Regions from separate parts of the Gossypium hirsutum genome. Here region 2 is linked to region 1. Evidence: chromatin contacts called from public Hi-C data. All regions are on one chromosome and are shown on one strand. The core of a region is the stretch at or near the end of the contact, and the rest is flanking DNA. Distances in the headings are between cores, read along the strand shown. Region 1 holds the start of LOC107888879. Region 2 has its middle 20 kb from the start of LOC107888876.

Region 1 (5,552 bases), core at 2,561-5,060:
GAAGTGTGTGGTTCAAAAGAAGTCATTTCACATGAGCACACTGCTTACCTCAGGAAGTTCTAATGGTATTATCCATTTTCTCAATAAGACATTAATTAATATAGAGCATAAATTAACATACAGTGTTGCAACAGAACCATCAGGCAAACTTTAAATATCAGCCAGAATTGTTTTTCCTCTTTTCCCGGATATTGCAAGGAATTTCATGTTAACAGATTAGGATTACCAAACATAATATAACCCATATCCACAATTTGAGATCATACAAAATGGATTCAATGAACAAAAATGCTTGATTGTATTTGTAGCATGAGATGAATACCCTCAAGGAGAAATAACAAGTGACATTTTTATCTTGATAATCCAAAACATTACTTACTGAAAGCCCGAAAGCCACTTTTCTTTTATTAATTCAATGTCCTTCAAACTACTCAAACTTCAGAAGAAAAAAAAAATTTGCTCTTTTTTTTTTCCCATTATTTGGAAAATAGCATTTTCATGAAGTCAAGATGCTGTCAAATTTGATAACTCATAATGCATTAAGCATGATTTAAGCCAAAACCTATCAAATAGCATAAATTTAATTTAAGGCTTAGGGATAGACATATCCTACAAACCAAGATGCTATCCTTCAGAAATTAAGAAAAAGAGTATAAACCTTAAAGCCAGATCTCCGTATTGCAAGTGCTACTGACCGGAACTGAGGATAATCCTTCAACTTAGAAACAACAAATGATCTCCCAATCTGTATAAGGAAAACATAATAAGATGAAAATTGAACGAGAGACTCAAGAAATAAGTAAGAAACGGAAGTAAATATAAAGCAAGCAATAAAGTTCAGTAAAAACTGATATCAAACACATCAATAACCTGCCACGAAATCAGTCAATGGAAGGTAAAGTAATAAGGCATAACATTAAAAGTTTTCAAAACAAGTCAGTTAACATACTGTTCTGCCAAGAAGGAATGCCGCTCCCGCACCAAGGGTTGCACCAATAGAATCCGCAACAAAGCCCACAGGCAATCCAAAAAGATAACCACCACCAAGCTGAAACACAGTACTAGGCGAGGTTAAAGTTTGTTCACTTCCTGTCTAATTTTTGGAAGTTTCAATCTACAACTGTGCAGGGCAAGTACAATATGACACATAACAACAAGAAATTTGATAAAATAGGCTGTAGAAAAATAAGGAAAAAAGAAGTTAAAGATCATAGGGATAGTTTAATATTAAAATTAACTGTAAGAATGCAAGTTATCATACATCAACTCTCCTTCAGTAAATGACAAACAAAATTTTGGGTTAAAAATGGTTTGTTTTGGTAGGCAGCATAGAATTTAACCAAAAAGTGTCAAGAGCCACAATTTACCATACCATTACTCTAGATATTAATGCAAACTGTTATCAGCACTAGTTGTAGCAAAGGAAACTTCAATCCTGATCCAGACACCTTACACAGGGCTACCAACTCATCTATAGAACCTAATTCTAAGTATATTAACAGGTAATTAACTTTTCCATATAGGAGTTGACCAAAAGCTTCCTAAAAGAGCCATGTATGGTAAATAATCAGCATCAGCACTGACTGGATTATACTTCTAAATTAGTAGATAAAGGTAGGCTCCACTGACATGGACACCATGCCTACTCCATGGAAGAGAGCCACTAAGAAAGAATCATGATCAATACTCCAGGGTTTGGAATGCAAGAAATTGCATGATCATACAAAATAGTAATCAATTTGGCTACACTGAAGCATCAGTATAGGAGTTTAATGCTTACGGTAAGCACTGAAGCTGGAACGGCCAAGACTGTCAAAGGAATATAAGCAACAGCCCTGCAAACCAACAAAGAAATATGAGTTGGAAAAGTAAAATGAAAAATTCCAATACTTCAGAACTAAGTTATCTACATTCTACAGCTAATCAATTCACCAGCAAACTGACCAATTATCAATCCCAAAGCTTCAAATTTAAGAGGCATTCCACATAACTACGACATGCTAATTTCATTACTCATGGAGGGGCATTTTATTCATGCAATGCTGAAGAACGCATAACCTTACATTCTCTCCATGTTTCACATAAAGGAAATGATCCACTTTCTGTTTACATGGACAGAAAGCTAAAGACAGTAAGAACCAAGCAAACCGACAAAACTTTCAACTCAGTTGAACAATGTTTCAACGGCAACATCAATTTATATTAGATTTATTATATTCATATATTACCGAATCAAATGAATTACATTCAAGTAGATGACATGATAGATGCCAACGGAAGCCAAAAAAAATACAGGATTTCACGTGACTTACAGCACAAGTGGACCCCAAGGTCCAAGATCCTTGTCAACCCATAACAAAAAATCCTTCAGAATCTGCAAGAAAAACTTATTTTCATCAACATAACAACTGAGCTTAATTTAAACACTAACAGCAAACATTGGGAAAGCGGGAGAGAATCAGAATCCTTAAGAATTCAGCTCTAAGAATTAATGCTTTAGCTAATTTTGTAGTCCCCCTCATAACTCTTTCATACATTGTCCCAGCTTTGCAATTTGTACTAGTTTCAGAAAAGGAACACAATTAGACAAATACATTGGGTTCAAAAGTACAGCTTGGTAGCATATCAATCGTGAAACCTAAGACCAAAATCACAAGTTTGCACTTATAACCTCAACCCCAAAATGTGCCACATAGGTAACTCATTTGAGTAGAAAACCCAACATTCAAATCTTCAATCGATATAAACATCCAAAAATCCATAAATGATTAACCAAAAAGGTCAAAACAGGAAAGCCCCGGATTAGAAAAAGCTCAAAAAGAAAGAACAAAATTAGTAAAAGAAAAACCCTACAAAATTAACAAATTATCAATCAAAAAGAGAAAACAACAAATACCCAGATCGGAGAACAAAATGAAAAAGCAAAATTAAGAAAAAAAAGAAGAGAAAAATAAACTTCACCCAGATCAAGGAAACGTGTAAATAGGTAGAAAAACCAAACCTTTTCAACAGGGAGGGTGAAACAAGCGAAAACAATAGCAGCAATAAGGAGGAGAAGAAGAGTGATCCTGAGAGAGGAACCCCAGGTGAAAGCCATTGAGAACCTTCGACGCCAAGGCCTACACTCTTCGTCTTCGTTGTCAATATCGAGGATCTCTTGTTTATGGGATGAACGAGCCCTCAATCCTTCTAAGGTTGCCAGATTTGGCAAAGTTAAAAAGGAAACAGAAATGAAAAGAAAAAAAGAAGAAAGAAGTGGGATTGTTCTAGCTTTGTGTTTGGTTTTTTCCTATAGCGGTTTTAGCCTAACAAACACTCAAAAGATTTTTGGGATTTTGTCTGATTGCCTTTATTTCAATTGCTTTATTGTGTAGTTTTGGGTATTGAATAAGCTTAAAATTTTGGGATAGGATTGAGAATTGCAACTCAGTAGGTAGCATCCTTTTCTTAGTCTCTTAAACATGCATACTAAAGACACGATTAGGGTGAAAATTACCTAAAATTAATTGAAAATTTATCTATAAATTAAATAGTAAAAGTTTCCATAAAAAAAGTTAACTTTGGTAGAAATAGTACTTTTTTTTAATTAAGGTGGTTTAGGTTGAATTTTTTTATTGATTATATATATAAATATAAAAACATCTTTGTAATAAGATAATAAGGTAAAAAATCTTTTTAGTCTCTCTCAATTTCGAAATTAAGCAAATTGATTCTTTAAAAAAATAGAAAAATTTAATATGTTTCGATTTTAAAAGTAAGCAATCAAGAATAATTAATTATAATGTTGATGTCTTCTATCAATTATACATAATTTTTATTAATATAATAATAAATTTAATTTTCAGTATTTACATATCTTGTCAATTTGGCCTTAATTCTAATATGCATAAATAGCGAAACTATTCCAGGATGATTTGGTGATAAGCAGCTATTCATTAGTTTAATTCACCGAATCCTCCATTCGACAGAATTTTATTCATCTCCCATTCCGCCTCTACCCATAATAGCCATTCCCCACCTGATCTAAAGAATAGCAATACAGAGCCTCTACCGAATAAGAAAAAAAACATAACCTCCCATTCTTGCCCTTTACCATTCTCCCTCAGCAAACACCTCAAGCCACCACACCTCAACCTTGTCTCATAGTTCTCGTTTAGTTATTGTTATCCCAGGACCATTATAGACAAAGATCTCGACATTGTAAAAAGCTTCCCCAAAGTTGAGACGAGTAAGGTTATTATTCCCCTCAATCTCACCTCCATTGTGAGAATTTCATCTCTTTGCTTCTCTGCTTGTATTTCACTAGAAGGGACCTGTGAAATAAATGAGTTTTCGAGAAAAATTGGTCGATTGGTTGATCTGATTATTTTAGGGCAATTTAGGGTTAGAAAGCTAAGCTTAGTATTTTCGAATTGTTGGGCATTTCTGTTTATTGTAAGGGATTTCAGGTTGCTTGTCTCAATAGTAAGGGATTTCAATTTTAGGTTGGAATTTGTTGTTTGTGGTAAATGGGTTGAAGGGGATTTGGATTTTGAGCTTTGAATCAGTTACAGAGTTTTTGAGCAAGAAAAAGAAAAAGAAAACATAGGCGTGGGAGATGGGGAAATCGTTTTACTAGTAAATTTGCCATTGCTTTGCTTCTTTTTTTTTTCAATTTTGATTCTGAAATATTGGGCTAGTTACAGTGTAAGCTGAACAAAGCATTTCAGTTGAGAAAACCATTGAAGTTAAATTAAAGAGAAACTCGACATATGTGCTAATACGCTTTGTTTATTTTTGAATCTTAATGCTTAGAGAATCATAAGTTGCATAGATATTTAGCTACTACATCGGGTTTTAGATAAAGATTTAGCTATTCCGCTATGTTTAGTTATGTTTTCAAAAGTTTTTTCTTGTTTTAACATGCCTTTTTCTTTGGCTTTCTTCGTAAGTTTTAGCTTATACTGTTAGAATCTTCAAGAAATTTGATTTTCGTCTGAATAAAATCTGAAGTTATAGTCTAATAATGTATTATCTTGATTATAATATGATTCAAACTTATTACTCAGGCTCGACCTTTGCTTACTGAAGCAATTGAACATCAAGACTTTGATATGTTGGTGGATCCGAGGCTGGAAAAGAACTACGTGGATCACGAAATGTTTCGAATTTGATGTTAATAATGGTAAACAAAGGGCTACAAGATTTAGTTATGTTGCTTACGTTCTCATTATGTATGCCAAAATATTGCAGACTGGATGGCAATCTGTAATGAGAATGAGTGCAAACTTACAGGACCTATTTCTATATGAGGCATTTTTGTATTATAATCATCTTCTTCTGGTGGTTAGTTAAAATTTTATGATATATAAAAAAATTTATGTTATACTAATTTTTTCAATATGAGTGCAATTTTATGTTGTGTGTTTAAGGACTTGTAAGAGATTATTCTCCTTGTTTTGATATCACAGACTACAATGGTATGGCTTTGGGGAATCAATTTATGGGTCTTTTCTTAGTTCATTCCTCTTTGAGGCTATAATTTATGAGACACTTTTTCCCACAATTGTGAC
Region 2 (5,788 bases), core at 1,318-3,817, 190 kb after region 1:
TTATAAACTAAATCCACATCAAAGAAAAATATAACCTAAACCCTACACATGTAAACCTTGAATTTTCTATAAGATGATGCAACAAGAAAGACCAAATGCATTAGCAAATCCAACATTGAGATTACATGAGCGAAAGATAAGTTGGCATTAAGAATTGAGTAGTACGGCAGCCATTATTGGGGAAGTTAAAAGAATACCAACCCACTACCCACCAGTCACCAGTCACCACCCACCACGAGAGGGAACCAACTTCATTGCTTCAACCAGTCATTATACCCACAACAGTGAGAAAGGATTGGTGAGTTTTAAATTCTGAAATCTGAAACGAATAAGTCAAAAAGCATTGCTCAATGTTGGAATTTTGTTGGTTGTTTTTAGGTAAAAAATAATATGAGATTCACCACTCTCGTATTGCTCTTTCTCAGGAAACTTCTGATTTTCATTCGGTTACCCTGCCCATTTCATAAACAAAAAAACAAAAAAAAAGGGGACAACTACTTCATAGAATTGGTTGAAATTAATTTTTATACTCTTAACTAGATTAATTTAACCTTTCTACTAATAAAAAAACTAAAATAAAACTAAAATTTAGCACAATTAACATTTATTATAAATAAATTTAATTTATTATATAACATAGTTAATATTTCTAAAGTTTTGAGGGTTTTATAAATGAAATTTTTTTTCTGACTTATGGATGTAAAAACCTCTCAAACTTTTTAAAAAAAAAGTAATTAAGCCTCTCCCTTTTTTTTTTTTGCACCCAATTGAGCACTTGGACTTTCAAAATGCATCAAAAAGGCCCTCAAACTTCTTCAATAAAAGCAATTAAGCCCCTGCTTTTTTTTTTCACTCAATTAGGTACTTAAACTGTCAAATTGCATAAAAAAGACCCTCAAAATTTTTCAAAAAAACAATTAAGCCCTTGCTTTTATTAAAAATTATAAAAAATAATAAATTTTATAAAAATTATTAAATTTTAATAAAAATTAAAAAATTGTAAAATTTTATAAAAATCATAAAAGAAATAACAACCCTTAGTTTTTTCAATTAAATTCATCACGTGTCGCAACACAGTGTGACATGTGGTGAAAAATCATTAAAAATATAAAAATCAATAAAAGTTATCCAAAAATTATAAAATAATTCTTTTGGTACGATAATTTTTATAAAAAAATTACAAAATTTATATTTCTTTACATTTTGTATAATTTTCTTAGGATTTTATAAAATTTTATAAATTTTTTTATATTTCTATATATTTTTTAATTTTTTTACGATTTTTGTAAAATTTTATAATTTTTTTATATTTTTTTACGATTTTTATATTTTTTTCTAATTTTTAATATTTTAATATTTTATTAAAATTTAATAATATTTATATCTTTTATTGTTTTTAATTTTTTATAATGTTTTTTCTAATTTTTAATAAAAGCATGAACTTAATTGCCTTTTTTTTTTTGAAAAAGTTTGAGGATCTTTTTTTATATATTTTGAAAGTTAAAGTATCCAATTGAGTGAAAAAAAAGAAGGTAGGGGCTTAATTGATTTTTTTTGAGGACCTTTTTAATATATTTTGAAAGTTTGAGTATCCAAATGAGTAAGAAAAAAAAGAGTTTAATTTTTTTTTAAGTTTGTGAACTTTTTACACCCTTAATTTTTTTTTTGAGTTAAATTGAAAATGAATAATTTTATATAGTTTTTTAAATTGTAAATATAACATTTAGATTTTTTTATTCCTTTTACTAATACACATATTAAATTAATCCGTTTAGTAATAAAACATTTAATTTGAACCAATCCTTAAAATAGAAAAGCTTGATTGCAAATAAAGTATACCTTAAAAATTGGGTCTATCTTAGAAGATTTTTCTTGTCATTAAAGGATGGTAAAGAATTTTTTTCTCAAAGACATAATATAATACTATAGCTGAAACTGGAGTAATGGCTTGAAGCATACTCTGGCATCTAAGTTCGATTATAAGGAAAATGAACGAGCGTTGGATGGGGTTAGGCTGTTGCTTGGTTTCAAAAAAAAAAAAAAGTTATAATTGGATTTGGTCCTACCCTATGACCTTTCCTTTTGTTTGTATATTATAAAATTATTTTAAAATTTTATACTGAAATATAGTATAATTAGATTATTTTTTATATTATCAAATTTTAGCACGGTTGAAAATGTTATATTATTAACTTAAAAAGGTAATTTTTGAAATTTAAACAAGGGAATATAATTCTAAAATCTCAAATAAGGTATGAATTCGTGAATCAAATATCCTTTTAGAATAACTTAATGTGAACTAATGTATAAGACTTGAATCCAAAAAAAAATTATGTCTAAATTTGAATGGAACGTAGTAGGATTCTGGCTCATTGGCTCATTTTATTATTTGAAAAATAGTAAATCATTTTAAAAACCTTTTACATTAATATTAATATTAGTTTTATAATTAAATTTATTATTTCAACCATTGTTGATTTTTCAAGTTTATAATCCAGAGCTGCTAGCTAGTTGTGAACTCAACAGCGTGGGGTCCAATTGTGCGACGTCAACTGTGGTTCCAAGTCCAACAATTGCCGTTGTGGATCTAATTCTATCTTTTAATTATTAATAAAACCCAATCCAAACGTTTTTAGGCCCATTTCATTGTTTATTTTGCAACTCTTTTATGAGATTAACATTCCATTGATTTATAAATGGTCAAATTCTGTATTTAACACCTGTACTATGCAAAATTTGCTGAATTAGTACCTCTACTCCAATTTGTTCAAATTTAATAATTGTACTTATCGAAATTTAAACAATATTTTTGTTGTTTCCCTCCGTTTGAAAAGTCTAATGTGACTTTTATATATATATATTGAAGTGGAATTATACATAATAAAAAAACATTTTGGCTTGTATAAAAAATTACCAACACGTGTGAAACATGCCAAAAAAACACCGGAAAAATATTACTTAAATTAATAATACAATTAAAATGCTAAAAATATTACGTTTATATTTATTCCAAATATCATATATCATATTCAACTTACTTGATGATGGGCTTTTTCTCCGACTTAGCAACCTAAACTTACAAACAACCCTAAAACTTTTTCTCTATCTACAAATACTAAATGCTCCTCCAAATTGCAACCAACAAAAAAAAAAGGATTTTCTGATTTAATTTGAGAAAATAGAAGATGCAACCAACAGAGAACATACTTAATCTTTCTTACCCAACAACTTAATTTGAGACAGTAGAACAGAATTTTATGATTTGGCAATTGATTGGGTTTGTTGTTTTCGATTTGTGTTAGCGATAGTTCATCTTCTATTTGATTTGAGTAGAAGAAAATAGTTTGAGATTATGTGAAGGTTGATTATGGCTTCAAAAATCCAAAATTTGTTTTCATGAAGGAAAATTGCTTTGTTTCTTTGATTTGTGATTTCGACGGAAAGTAAAACCCAAACTTTACCTTTTTTATTTTTTGGCATGTCCGCACACGTACTGGCAAAGTTTTTAAGAAGTCAATTTTTTTATTATGTATAATATCATCTCAATATTTATATATATATAAAATCACAAATGATGGGAAACAACAAAAAAAAAATCAACACCAAAATTTTAAATTTTGAAAAAGTACCAAGTACTAAATTTGAGCAATTTAGAGTAGAGGTACTAATTCCATTAAATGCAAAATTTGACCTTTATAAATTCCTTACAAGGGATAAACAATCCTAGTAGAATGAAACAAACCCATATAAAATACAAATCAAGAAATCAGTATGAATACTTAACTAAACAATTCAGCTATACTAGATAGATGTTCAATTCTAAAAAGTAACTCCTTTGACAAACACAAATGTCGCAGGCACAAGCCCCAACATTGGGCGTTAGCTGCTACATCGAATCAACGAGTTGGTGCGTTGAATTTGTCGTTGACAAATCAAGTCCATTATGAGAAACTTACGAACATTCGAAAAACATTATATCTATCAAACCAAATGTAGACAAAACAAGTCCGTTTAGACTTGATAAAACTGACTCACCACGAACTCGAGAAAATTGGACCACCAAGGACTCGAGAAAACATCCTTTAAGGGAGACCAGGGCCAAACCTTGGGCTATATTTATTTTTCCAAAAAGAGGGGTACCTTTTTGCTGAAAAAAAGGTGTGTGGTCGGTTAAGAGGTTACAAGGGGCGACGGGGGAAGCGAGGGTGAGAGATACTAAAAGAGGTGAAGAAGAGGGTGGTGACAACGGTGAGAAAAGGAGAGAAAAGAAGTAGTGAGCATGGTGAGCAAAGGGTGGGTCAATGGGAGAGGGAGAGAGTTAGTAGTGAAGATAAGAAAGGGAGGGTAACTAGGAAAGAAATGAGGGGTTTTTTTACCCCAATATATTAAAAAAAAATTATACACGAAAATGGGTTGTTAGCTAGATTAATTATGGAAATAGTATATTTTTTTGGGTCGCGCCTACCTGACAGGCGCAACCCATTTTTTTAATATTAAAATTTTTTTTCCTTTTAAAAAAATATTATTATTATTTTTAAAATATTTATATTTATATATGAGTAAAATATGGTTAAAATACGGGTAAAAAATACCCGAAATGGGTCGAGCCTGTCAGGTAGGCGCAACTGTCACGTCAGCTCCTCTTGCTCTCTTTTTTTCTTCTTTCCCAAATTGCCCTTGTGTTGCATGTTTTATTTTTATTAAAAATATTTAAATTTATATTTAAATCTTTGGTAAAACTATAAAAATTTATATTTAAAGTTTCTTAGGAGGCCAGGTAAGAGGAGTTTTTTTAAATAAAATATTTTTTTTATTTTTATTAAAAATATATAAATTTATATATGGGTCAAAATACGGGTAAAAAAATATCTGAAACATAATGTGTTTCCATCTCAAGAAATTGCGAGCAGAGTTTTAGTGACCGATTGTCCCCAGTATAATATGTATCCATCTCAATTTTTTGTAATATTAGAATCCATAATACGGGTTTTTTACCTAAATAAATAAAAAAATTATATATCAAAATAGATTTTCAGCTAAATTACAAAAAATTTAGGCACATCGACATATTATACTGGGTATTGAAATCCTACTAAAAAAGAAAAAATATTTTACGAAAACACGCAATACAAGGGCAATTCGGGAAAGAAGAAAAAAAGAGAGCAGGGGGAAGCTAACGTGGCAGTTGCGCCTACCTGACAGGCTCAACCGATTTCGAGTTTTTTTACCCGTATTTTAACTATATTTTTACCCGTATATAAATATAAATATTTTAAAAATATTAATAATATTTTTTTAAACGAAAAAAATTTAATATTAAAAAAATAGGTTGCGCCTGTCAGATAGGCGCGACCTAAAAAAAATACCATTTTCGTAATTAATCTGGCTGACAAACCATTTTCATGTATAATTTTTTTTAATATATTGGGGTAACCCAGAAATGAGCAACTGATCAATAGCCTACTTGGTAGTCAGTATTGCTGTCGACTAGGAAAACAACTTTGGGGTAGAAGTGGTAAGCGACGAAGTAGTTTATTTTCGAAATTTTGTTTTAATTTATCTTTATTCATATACGCAATGGTATAATTTATAAATAAATGAACTTAGGTGTTGTTTGATAAACTAAAAAAATTAAGTGTTAAAAAATTAAATATTAAAAAATTAAGTACTAAATTAAAGTTATAAAATTTGTTTGATATATTACTTAAAATTAAGTATAGAATATAATTAGATTGTTTGATAAATATAAAATTTAAATCATGAAAAAAATAATCAATTAATGTAACAC

The links. Hi-C and Micro-C count contacts between places; a contact is called where the count stands out from the background.
Region 2: a Hi-C map of leaf shows a contact between it and region 1, with 4 times the contacts expected there. The contact joins the enhancer-like site here to the promoter of LOC107888879 in region 1. A contact is called at or near these places in 5 of 34 Hi-C or Micro-C datasets (anther, callus and leaf).

Annotation. Positions count from the first base shown.
Region 1 is chrA09:50,924,921-50,930,472 of Gossypium_hirsutum_v2.1, forward strand. LOC107888879 reads left to right here and starts at 3,811. Exons shown (of 5, transcript XM_016813132.2): 1 at 3,811-4,228; 2 at 5,049-5,164. The coding sequence starts at 5,153. It overlaps LOC107888880 (TVP38/TMEM64 family membrane protein slr0305), which reads right to left and starts at 3,598. Exons shown (of 9, transcript XM_041077817.1): 1 at 3,002-3,598; 2 at 2,313-2,374; 3 at 1,781-1,835; 4 at 950-1,048; 5 at 659-745. The coding sequence starts at 3,097.
Region 2 is chrA09:51,112,289-51,118,076 of Gossypium_hirsutum_v2.1, forward strand. No RefSeq gene overlaps it. Among protein-coding and RNA genes, the nearest start is that of LOC107888876, 20 kb to the right of the region's middle. Within about 2 kb of position 2,568, at least 3 of the 9 cell types and tissues checked have an H3K27ac peak or open chromatin away from gene starts, as enhancers often do. A contact at or near this core is called in leaf, where this site is marked.